2 separate regions of the Danio rerio genome follow, and region 2 is linked to region 1. A link is a contact called in public HiChIP or PLAC-seq data. All regions are on one chromosome and are shown on one strand. Each heading gives the region's core, a stretch centred on a gene start, on an enhancer-like site or on the middle of the called end of the contact. The rest is flanking DNA. Distances are from core to core; before and after follow the strand shown.

What was found. HiChIP or PLAC-seq counts read pairs in DNA pulled down with a chosen protein or histone mark.
Region 2: a contact with region 1 is called in an H3K4me3 HiChIP or PLAC-seq map of embryo, with 2.1 times the contacts expected there. The contact joins the promoter of adcy6b here to the promoter of galnt6 in region 1. A contact is called at or near these places in 2 of 18 Hi-C or Micro-C datasets (caudal fin and an unstated tissue) and 2 of 4 datasets of contacts at active chromatin or transcription factors (caudal fin and embryo).

Annotation. Positions count from the first base shown.
Region 1 is chr23:29,700,986-29,706,070 of GRCz12tu, forward strand. galnt6 (UDP-N-acetyl-alpha-D-galactosamine:polypeptide N-acetylgalactosaminyltransferase 6 (GalNAc-T6)) reads right to left here and starts at 2,644. Exons shown (of 11, transcript NM_213196.1): 1 at 2,513-2,644.
Region 2 is chr23:29,805,088-29,810,172 of GRCz12tu, forward strand. adcy6b (adenylate cyclase 6b) reads right to left here and starts at 2,718. Exons shown (of 23, transcript XM_002666490.7): 1 at 2,557-2,718.

The DNA.
Region 1 (5,085 bases), core at 1,394-3,893:
AGAGATATGGCAATGATACTCCTACACTTGCTTCCACACACATTCTGAAGACCAGCAATGACTGTTCGAGAAGCAATATGCAGTATAACACATCTCACTTGTTCTCTACGCGACAAGAATTTAGTATTCAAAATAGCATAATCTAACACCATGACTATCATAACTGTTAAAACCTTGTAGTAGCCTGAAACTGCCATGTGTTATTTTGAATGTGGGTTACCCACATTCCTCAAACAATCTACTTTTATGTCCAACAAAACAAGGTGAAATGCAATTAGGTTCAGAACAGCTTGAGGGTGAGGAAATAATCATGTTTATTTGAAGCCATCCCTTTTAATGGAAAATACATTTCTTTTCAAATAAATCATTTTAATACTTAATCAAAACTCAAGACTAAAACAATGATAACAATATTATTTAAATGAACAATAAGGAAATATTACTACAAACAAAAAGTGAAAAAGCACAAAATACACAACAAAAAATACCAATAATAACAATTTTTATAAAATCTTTAAATTTTATATTTAATCATTTTAACATTTGACCAAAATAAGCTGTTTAAGATGTTAAATAAAGTAAACATTTTGTTTTATTTAACATTTATAAGATAGAAAAAAACAAACAGTACATTAAAATAGTACATAATTTTGCCCCCCCCCCCCCCCCCCCCCCCCCACCATTGTATTGTCTCAGTTACTATATATATATTTGAATTTATCTAACCTTTCTTTACTTTCGACAGGGCTTCTTCCCAGAACTCATCTGCTAATTCTTCATTTAAATCTATGGCCCAAGCTGTCCTAATGTGCCTAGTGCATATTGGTGCCTCAAAAGCATGCACAAAGCTAGATGTCAGAGGTCTTTTATTAGGGTTTTAATAAAATAAACAGTAAGCGACATTAATAAAAGCTCAGTATGGGACAGACATTGGCATTTAACATTGTGTCATTCTCAGATGTAAGCAGCTTTATCTGGCTGTTTTTTTATATATTGTAAAAATGGTTTCGTGACGACAATTTTAGAGTTTATATAGTCCCGTTCCACACGAAATCAAGCCAAGCCCCACGTGTAATTAGCAGCGAAAGCCTGCACTGTGGACTCACATGGATCACAGCAACAGCGCAAACAAACCTCACCTGACAACAAACACCCTTCTGCACCTGATCCTTCCCTTCCTTCGCCCTGCTGGATTGACGTGGCAGCAGGTGCTTCACTACACACACTCACTCACACACACCTCTAATGGGTGGCATTGGAATCTTTGCATAAACACACTTCACAATTGTGACACGTCACCTGTCTAACTGCACATAATAAAAAAAAGACAAACCTTTGCCTTACTTGGAAAGAAGTTTAAAGGGTCACCTTAAGAAGTGCCACAGTAAAACCACTATTAATCATTACATTTAAACATTAATATTTAAAGTAGGAAATGTGATGAATATGGAACCTATGGCTTTAAATGAATCAGTAACCTCAGCGCTCATGACACCAGTCTATTTAAACTCATCTACATCACAAATCCCAAGACACAAGTAGCCAACAGAGACAGTCAGGCCAACTTCTGCTGTTCTCTTGTGTAGGTGTTCAGAGTTTCCTAATTACCGAGTAAAACTGGTTTCCCTGCTTTGTGTGTGAACTGAATGGCAAGAACGTAAAATAGTCATTATTGTTATAAGCACATGTAAAAGTGATACTTCACCCTAAAATGAAAATTTACTTTCCTTTATGTGGCTCCAAACCTTTGAGTTTATTTCTCCTGTTGAACACAAAAGACGATACCTTGAAGAAAGCTAATAACAGGTAATGATTGACATCTATAGTAGGAAGACAAATGGAAATCAATGGTCAACTTTATTCAACAAATCCTAAGTTTCAGGTGAACAATACCTTTAAGAAACATTGCTTGAACATTTTTTTCCAAGTAAAGGATGAGTAACTGATGACAAATTTAGGTTTTAGGTGAACTATCCCTTTAAGTATCATTGCTTATTGAGGCAAAGTAGTTTTATGAACACACATTCGTTTTTTTGACAACTTGTGACATGTTCCCTATATTGTTTACCACGGTACTAAGGAGAAACTCCGAATTTGTGAATAAAACAAACTTAACCTCAATTCACTGCTTTAACCATTTTGTAAACAGAACGAACGCCAACCACTTCCTTGAAGTTTTAATAAATATCGCCACGCAGCATGACCACTAAACGAAACTTCTCTAAATACATACAAGGAAGTGAGTCTGGCACAGATAGTGCTTAAAGTATTTACAGAATCAAAGGAGTTGTAATAATGTTCAATAGCCTTTTTAAAAGTAAAATTACAACAAAGTAGTTGGTGTGTGTGAGTGTTATAGAGAAGTAATTTACACTACTAACAATGAGGATGAAGCCCACTCATGTCAATGAGGAGAGGAAGATAAGTCGATGTTATCTCTCTGACAACAGATGTGATGCGAAACACTTGAAAACAAATGAAGCCCTCATTTAAGTAATTCTTCGAACTTTACCTGTAAGAAGATTAGTCAATCATGTGCTTCTCCTCCCAGAGACAGATAGTACTGATAGATCGGCGTTTCCTCGCCTTGCGCGGCGCCGTTTTCTTAAGCTGTGAGTAGATGGACAGATGGACGCAATGACGGATGATGTTGTTACTCTGTATCTTCGAGTTTTAGATGTTTTGAGTTTAATAAGTGCGCGACGGTTTCACGCGAGCAGCAGCGCTGGCCTCCCGGCTTCCCTTTGAACGCAACAGGTGCCATTCGTTCAAATGATTGAGAGTCATCTGGGTCCTAAAGCCGGAGATCTCCATCTGAGGATTCGAATCTCCTTTCAGGGACTCGAATCTTTTGGATGTATTTACGTTCACTAAGAAAGTCTCTTTATAATTATTCGTTCGTTCATTTATGCATTCATTCATTCATTCATTCATTTTTTTCGGCTTAGTCCCTTTATTAATCAGGGGTCGTCACAGCAGAATGAACCGCCAACTTATGCAGCACATGTTTTATGCAGCGGATGCACTTCCATCCGCAACCTAATACTTGGAAACACTCTCACACCCGAACACATACACTACGGCCAATTCAACTTATTCAATTCACCTGTACGGCATGTCTTTGGACTTGTAGGGTAAACTGGATCACCCAAAGGAAACCCACACGAACACGGGAGAGCATGCAAACCCCACAGAAACACTAACTCACCCAGCTGGGGCTCGAACCAGCGACCTTCTTGCTGTGAGGCGATTGTGCTACCCAGTGTGCCACCATACTGCTTTATTATTATTATTTATGGTAATAATAATAATAATAATAATAATAATAATAATAATAATTATTATTATTATTATTATTATTATTATTATTATTATCATCATTATTATTTCTATTTTACAACACAGAACATACAAGAGCAATAACATTAAATTGACATAAAAATAAATATAATACAAAAAGGAAAAAATAAAATTATTCAAAGAGAAGATTTAAAGCTTTAAGATAATTAAGTTCTTTTTGCTTTGATATTTTTTGTTTCTTTCATCGTACATAGGTTATGACCTATTTCTATTTTAAAGTGGGTAAATTTTTTTTTTTCACTGCCTATTTACATTAATGATAAAAAATCCATAAATAACGAGCAAAACAACAATTTATCAAATTTTGAAGTCATTTTTATTCTCATCTTTTTCTTTGAATTCCACAGCAATATTCTTACTCTGGTTAACAAAAAATAAAAGATCACACCAAAGTAATTGTGTATAAATACAATCATAAAATAAATGAACAATAGAAAGCACATTTTAAATCAACATCTTTACAAAATGTAGAGTTTACCTGTTTTACAGGATGAATACGATGAACAATTTTAAATGATGCCTCTCTAATTCTGTTATACAAAAACGACTGCAAATGTAATGAAAATAAGCCCACCAGCTCGTCTTCAGCGGGAGAAATGTGAGTTCGTAAGGATCAAAATTGATGGCTTTCTCTCAAAGCACTGTCATGCAAGGTGGTGTTTATTTACAGTGCCAAAAACTCCATCCACAGTGGAGGTATATACTGTACAGTGCAAAAAAAAAAAAAACTAAAAAGTACCAAAGAAACTTTTAAGAATCTTAAAAGTCTTGTTCCAGTTGACATCTTGAAATTGTGATCTCCGAAAATTAATGGCTGAAGAAACACTGACCATCTGGCAAATCATTCAAAGATAATTATTACATCTTTCTTTTATATTCATACCTTCCAATTTCAGACTAAAATCTGAATTTGTATTTTGAACTATATCATTTTCTAATAATTTCTTCAGTTCTGAGGGAATACCATGAATCCAGGAAAGATTTATTGACTGACATATTTTCAAATCAAATCAAATCACTTTTATTGTCACATCATCAGCAGCACATGTGCTATAATGAGTGAAAAGTTTAGGTGCTGGCTCCAGACAGTACAAAATATTTGCAGTCTCAGCTTGCATCATCAAGGCTGCATACAGATACTATTGGCTCACATGGGTGTGCCTGAATGTAGCAGTATTTATTTTGTGAGTTCTAAAGTTTAATGTGATGCATAAAGGGATGGTGCTCTTCAAATTAATGTTTTTTTTTATTTTATTATTCCGTTAACCCTTGTTTATACATGTGGACATGTTTGCGTAATTTTATTAAAAAATTTTTCAATCCACCAGTGTCTCTTTTAAAATTAACATGCAAATGCAAATTAGCTTAGCCTTCCAAGATATTGCTTATTTCTTATGTCTATCATTAAACTATTTTAGCTGAAACTGTGCACCCTTAATGATTTAGTGACAATGGTAATAAACAATGTAATATAAGGTGATTACTATACAAGTTCACCCCTCACAAATCTATCATGAATGGGTTGAGGCAGGAAGGGCATCCGCGGCATAAAACATGTGCTGGATAAGTTGGCGGTTCATTCCGCTGTGGCGACCCCAGATTAATAAAGGGACTAAGCCGAAAAGACAATGAATGTATGAATGAATATCTGTTTAATAAATCTGTTTTTTAAAACACCAAAATAGATTGCCTATTCACTGAGAAATGGATAAAAATATTCATTTT
Region 2 (5,085 bases), core at 1,468-3,967, 100 kb after region 1:
ATTTTAATCAATTTAAGTTAATATATGCACATTTCGGGGTGTGTTTCTTTGCACAACACTGGCATTTAACCAATAGCCTCTCTGAAATATACTGTATATATATAAATATACAGTATGAGCATATATATGAGCACAAACCGTGTAATCGGGTCTGGACATCCCTAATTTTAGATATATTTGGAAAGATTCCGTAGAGGGTACAATAAACAAATCTTCAAGCATAGATAAATTCAGTTAAGAAACATATGCTAGTTAAGTAAATAGTCTTTTGTAGTCAAAATGTATTCAGGTATGCAGTAATTGAATAATCAAATGTAAAATAATACCGCATAGTCTTTGTTTTATAAACAACTCAATAAAATTAATCGTTACTAATTTTTTAAAGTTACAAACGCTATCTTTTTTTTGTGCCTGGATGCTTTTTAAACCCTCACACAGTCCTCAAAAAAACAAAACATGATCAATCATAATCCAGACTCAACATTGCATATACTTGCGATGTGACTATTGCAAAGGATCACATCGTGATATATTGTGCAGTCCTACTTAAAATTGTAATCTGACAAGGAAACTGAAATTAAATTGCTCATCTTCAATGAAATGTGCCAAAAATGTGGCTAAAAATAGAGAAACACTTCAAAGAAATAATGACCACTTACAAAAAAAAATTCTTTTTTTAGCATATGTCAATCCTTACCATAAATTCTGTTGGAATAATAAAACATTTACAAGTAAAAAAAAAAACATGTTAAAATGTATATCCCCTTCAACACATAATCTTGAAAGGCATGTATTATCGATTGAAATCAAACACAGCTATCTAAATAAAGTTACGGTGGTCTGTGGGAAACTTGGGCTGGTTTTCCCTTCATGGATCCCACTCTAGAGACACTGTGGCTTCACATTCTATTGCAAGCACTAATTTAACTTGGCAAGAAGATTCGACCATTCATTCGGCACTGACATGAGAGAAAAAATGTAAGGGATGATAAAAACTTTAAACCTTTAACTTTGCTCCAGTGAAGCTATAAACAGTAATGCCTATGACAGGAGAAAGATCCTTTAACACTTCACACTGCATATTTACATAAAGAAAAAAAAACCCACAGAAATATGTACGTATCTAATAATTATACATAGAAATATGACCAAATAACAGACATGACCATACCTTGTGCTAATTAACAGGCCTTATGTTATGATTGCATTCACAATTTTTTTTAAAATAAGCTTCACGCACAAGCATTTTCACAAGTCAATCTGCCTTAAACATGCCTGAGATATTGATTTATAAGGTCTTCATTTGTCTCTGGGCTATTAACACTTTACAACCAGGCTTAGTTTGTTAGCATAAGTTAGTTATGATGAAAACTACTTGTAAGGCATTTATTCATCTTATGCTATAATTGTGTAGCTAAACTCAATGATTTCAAAATCTGTACATGTTTTATCTTCATGGACCTAATAAATAAACTCCAGATGTATTATTTTAACTAACAATAACAATAATGTATACATTGATGCTATTTCTTACAGCTACATGCAATTTATGTCATTTTGCATTTTTATTACCATAGTTTGAAACATTTACTTACTCTAATTTTATCTTTAAAATAAATAAATGAACAGATCTTTTTAATATTCCTGTCAAAGTAGCCCTTATTTTAAAACTAACATTTATATTGGTATAATACAAGACTTTCCCAGAGATGGGTTGTGGCTAGAAGGGCAACCGCTGCATAAAAACGTGCTGGATAAGTTGGCGGTTCATATCGCTGTGGCGACCTTGAATTAATAAAGGGACTAAGCCGAAAAGAAAACAAATAAATCAATAATACAATACATCCTAATAGAAGCTTTGGCAATTATCGCAGCAAAGAAAAACTGTTAGCTTCATATGCCCACCAAATAAAAAGTCATTTATATATATATATATATATATATATATATATATATATGAGTTATAGTGTGGTTTATTTTTATTTTATTCAATTTTGTACTGTTATATAGATAGATAGATAGATAGATAGATAGATAGATAGATAGATAGATAGATAGATAGATAGATAGATAGATAGATAGATAGATAGATAGATACTGTTGTTTCTCTTTTGTCTGTCACAAAAATCTGATAATTAAATAAAAAATAATAATAATAATAATAAAGCATGGCATTACATAGACTCACTACACTGAATTCTCACCACACTTGCTAAACAGTAAATCCCCAATAACAAACTCTAAAATGTGAAGAATGTCTCTCCACACTAGTAGTGCACTGCATTGGGAGCCCCTTTGCAGTAGTAGTGTCACTCCAGCCGAACGCAAGCTCAACATACCTTGATTTTATACGAGGCAAACGCAGCTGCAAATCCTGTACTCCTGCACTTACTCTACTGTAAATTCGCTTTCATCTGCAACTGTAACATGTTGCCCTGAGGTCTTCCTACACCGCCGCTGCTCCTGCTAACAAGCCCTACTACAACACACTGCAAAACAAGCACACGTTTCGAGAGTACGAGAAAACACATCCGTAGGGCAAGCAGCGGGACTCACCGAAAGCACCCATGAATCAGCAGCTCCAGGAGCGAAAGCGCGGAGTGGAAGTGTGTCGCTGGTCCGCGGGAGAGTGACTGTGGCTGGGCGATGGTTACATTATTCTCGCGCACGCCGCTCTTCCAGTCACGTTCGTCTTCATGCTTCTTCACGCGCTGCTACGATCCGCTGGAGTCTGGAGTCCCCCTAGAGGTGCACTGTGTGTGTGTGGTGTGTGAGTGTGAGAGTGTGTACATTGTGGGTAGACAGACTGATAGTAAAACCAGAATTTTTTAACATTGTGGTGACCGGGTTAATAAAATGAGGTAAACATGATAAATAACCATGAAAGAGGAGAAAATGTAAAAGGATTTTTTTAGCTCCAGGAATGATTCCTCATTAAAAATATTACAGTAATAGTTATAGTTATAGTAAATATTATAGTTTATACACTATAATACACTAATACACCATAATACACTATAGTGAGTATTATACTATTGCCTATAGTATTTAGAACACTGTGTTATGAATGTTATAACATAGCTACTGTAGTGGCTAAGTGATAGTTCACCAAAAACTAAACATTCTATCATCATTTACTCACCATTAACTTGTTCCAAACTTTCTTTCTTCTGCAGAAAGTTAATTTGAAGAAAGCTGGAAATCTGTGACCACAGACTTCCATAGTATTTAATTTTCCTATATGGATTTTGAATGGTTACAGATTTTTACGCTATGTTCAAAATATATTTGAATTTGTGTTTAACAAAAGAAATATACCCATAAAGGTCTGGAATCTTTTAAAGGTAAGTAAATGGTAAATTATTTTTTTGTGATCTATCCTTTTACTATTGTGAACTGCATGATAAGCTGTAATAAATACTGTAGTTTACCTTAGTTTTTACTACAGCAAACTATGGTTTAGTTTAGTAAAAAATACCCTAGTTGTAGAAAACGTAGCATTAGTTAATTAGTTTATAAAACATTACATTTTCAACTATAGAATTACCACAACAGATTAATTCAAGTACTTTATTATAGTATGGTTCTAAAACATTGAAGTATTTACTATGAATTACTATAGCATTTAATTTTCATGGGATGTTTAATATAATATTAGCTTAGTATTAAAATAATAACATTAAATGGAAAGTCTCTGCTTTTAAACACTTCGTCAGTTGAAATTAATATTGACTCCTGATAGGACTGAGTTTGAGACTGAACTGAGGTTGCAAATTGTGTTAATAAACAAGTTAAAAAAGAATACTAAGTTGGTAAAGTTGTAAATATCTACAAATACACACAATTTGGAAAATAATCTATATTTTGTTCAGTACTGGTGTCATTTCAGTTGTTTTGAGTAAATGAAAAGGTGTCATGTTTTTAGATGTTCATATTAATCATACACAACAAATTTAATAGCTTCAGAAGAGTTAAGAAATCGATAAAATAGAATATATCTGAATTTTAGTCACAACAAATGAAAATAATTGTCATTCTGGCCAACGAAGAAAAATTAAGTTTTTTTTTTGTTTCAAGTAATTTTTTTGTCAAAATTAAAACATGAATTAAAGATAATATTTTACCTAATTGTCTGGTGTTTTTTACTCACTCTTCTTTGGCTTAGTTCCTGCCTTATCAGGACAATTATTTTACTGCAGAAGTACTTATAGCCACATACTCTCCGATTAACACTCCGACGAATTTAGTTGATCAAATTCACTTACTGTATACTGCATGTCTTTGGACCCTTTACCAGCATTTAATATCCTGATTTAAAATGATGAAAAAATGTGGGTAAAATATGGCAAAACCCATCTGCTGGGTTAAATCCTTATAATCAAATATGTGCTCAAAATGTGATTAAATCCATCATTTAATATATATCTATATATATATATATATATATATATATATATATATATATATATATATATATATATATATATATACAGTTGAAGTCAGAATTATTAGCCCCCCTGAATTATTAGACCGCTTCTTTATTTTTCCCCAATTTTTTTTTTAACAGAAAGCAGATTTTTTCAACACATTTCTAAACATAATAATTTTAATAACTCATTTCTAATAACTGATTTATTTTATCTTTACCATGATGACTGTAAATAATATTTGACTAGATATTTTTCAAGACACTTCTATACAGCTTAAAGTGACATTTAAAGGCTTATCTAGGTTAATTAAGTTAACTAGGGAGGTAATAGGAATTAGGCAAGTTATTGTATAACAGTGATTTGTTCTGTAGATTATCAAGAAAAAATATAGCTTAAAGGGGCTAATAATTTTGTCCCAAAAATGGTTCATAAAAAAATCAAAACTGCTTTTATTCTAGCCAAAATAAAACAAATAAGACTTTCTCGAGAGGAAAAAATATTAGCAGACATACTGTGAAAATGTCTTTGCTCTGTTAAACATTATTTGGAAAATATAAAAAAAAGAAGAAAAAAAATCGAAGGGGGCTAATAATTGTGACTTCAACTGTATATAAACTTTTTCTCAGTGGTTTCGGTACATTTCTCATAATCAGAA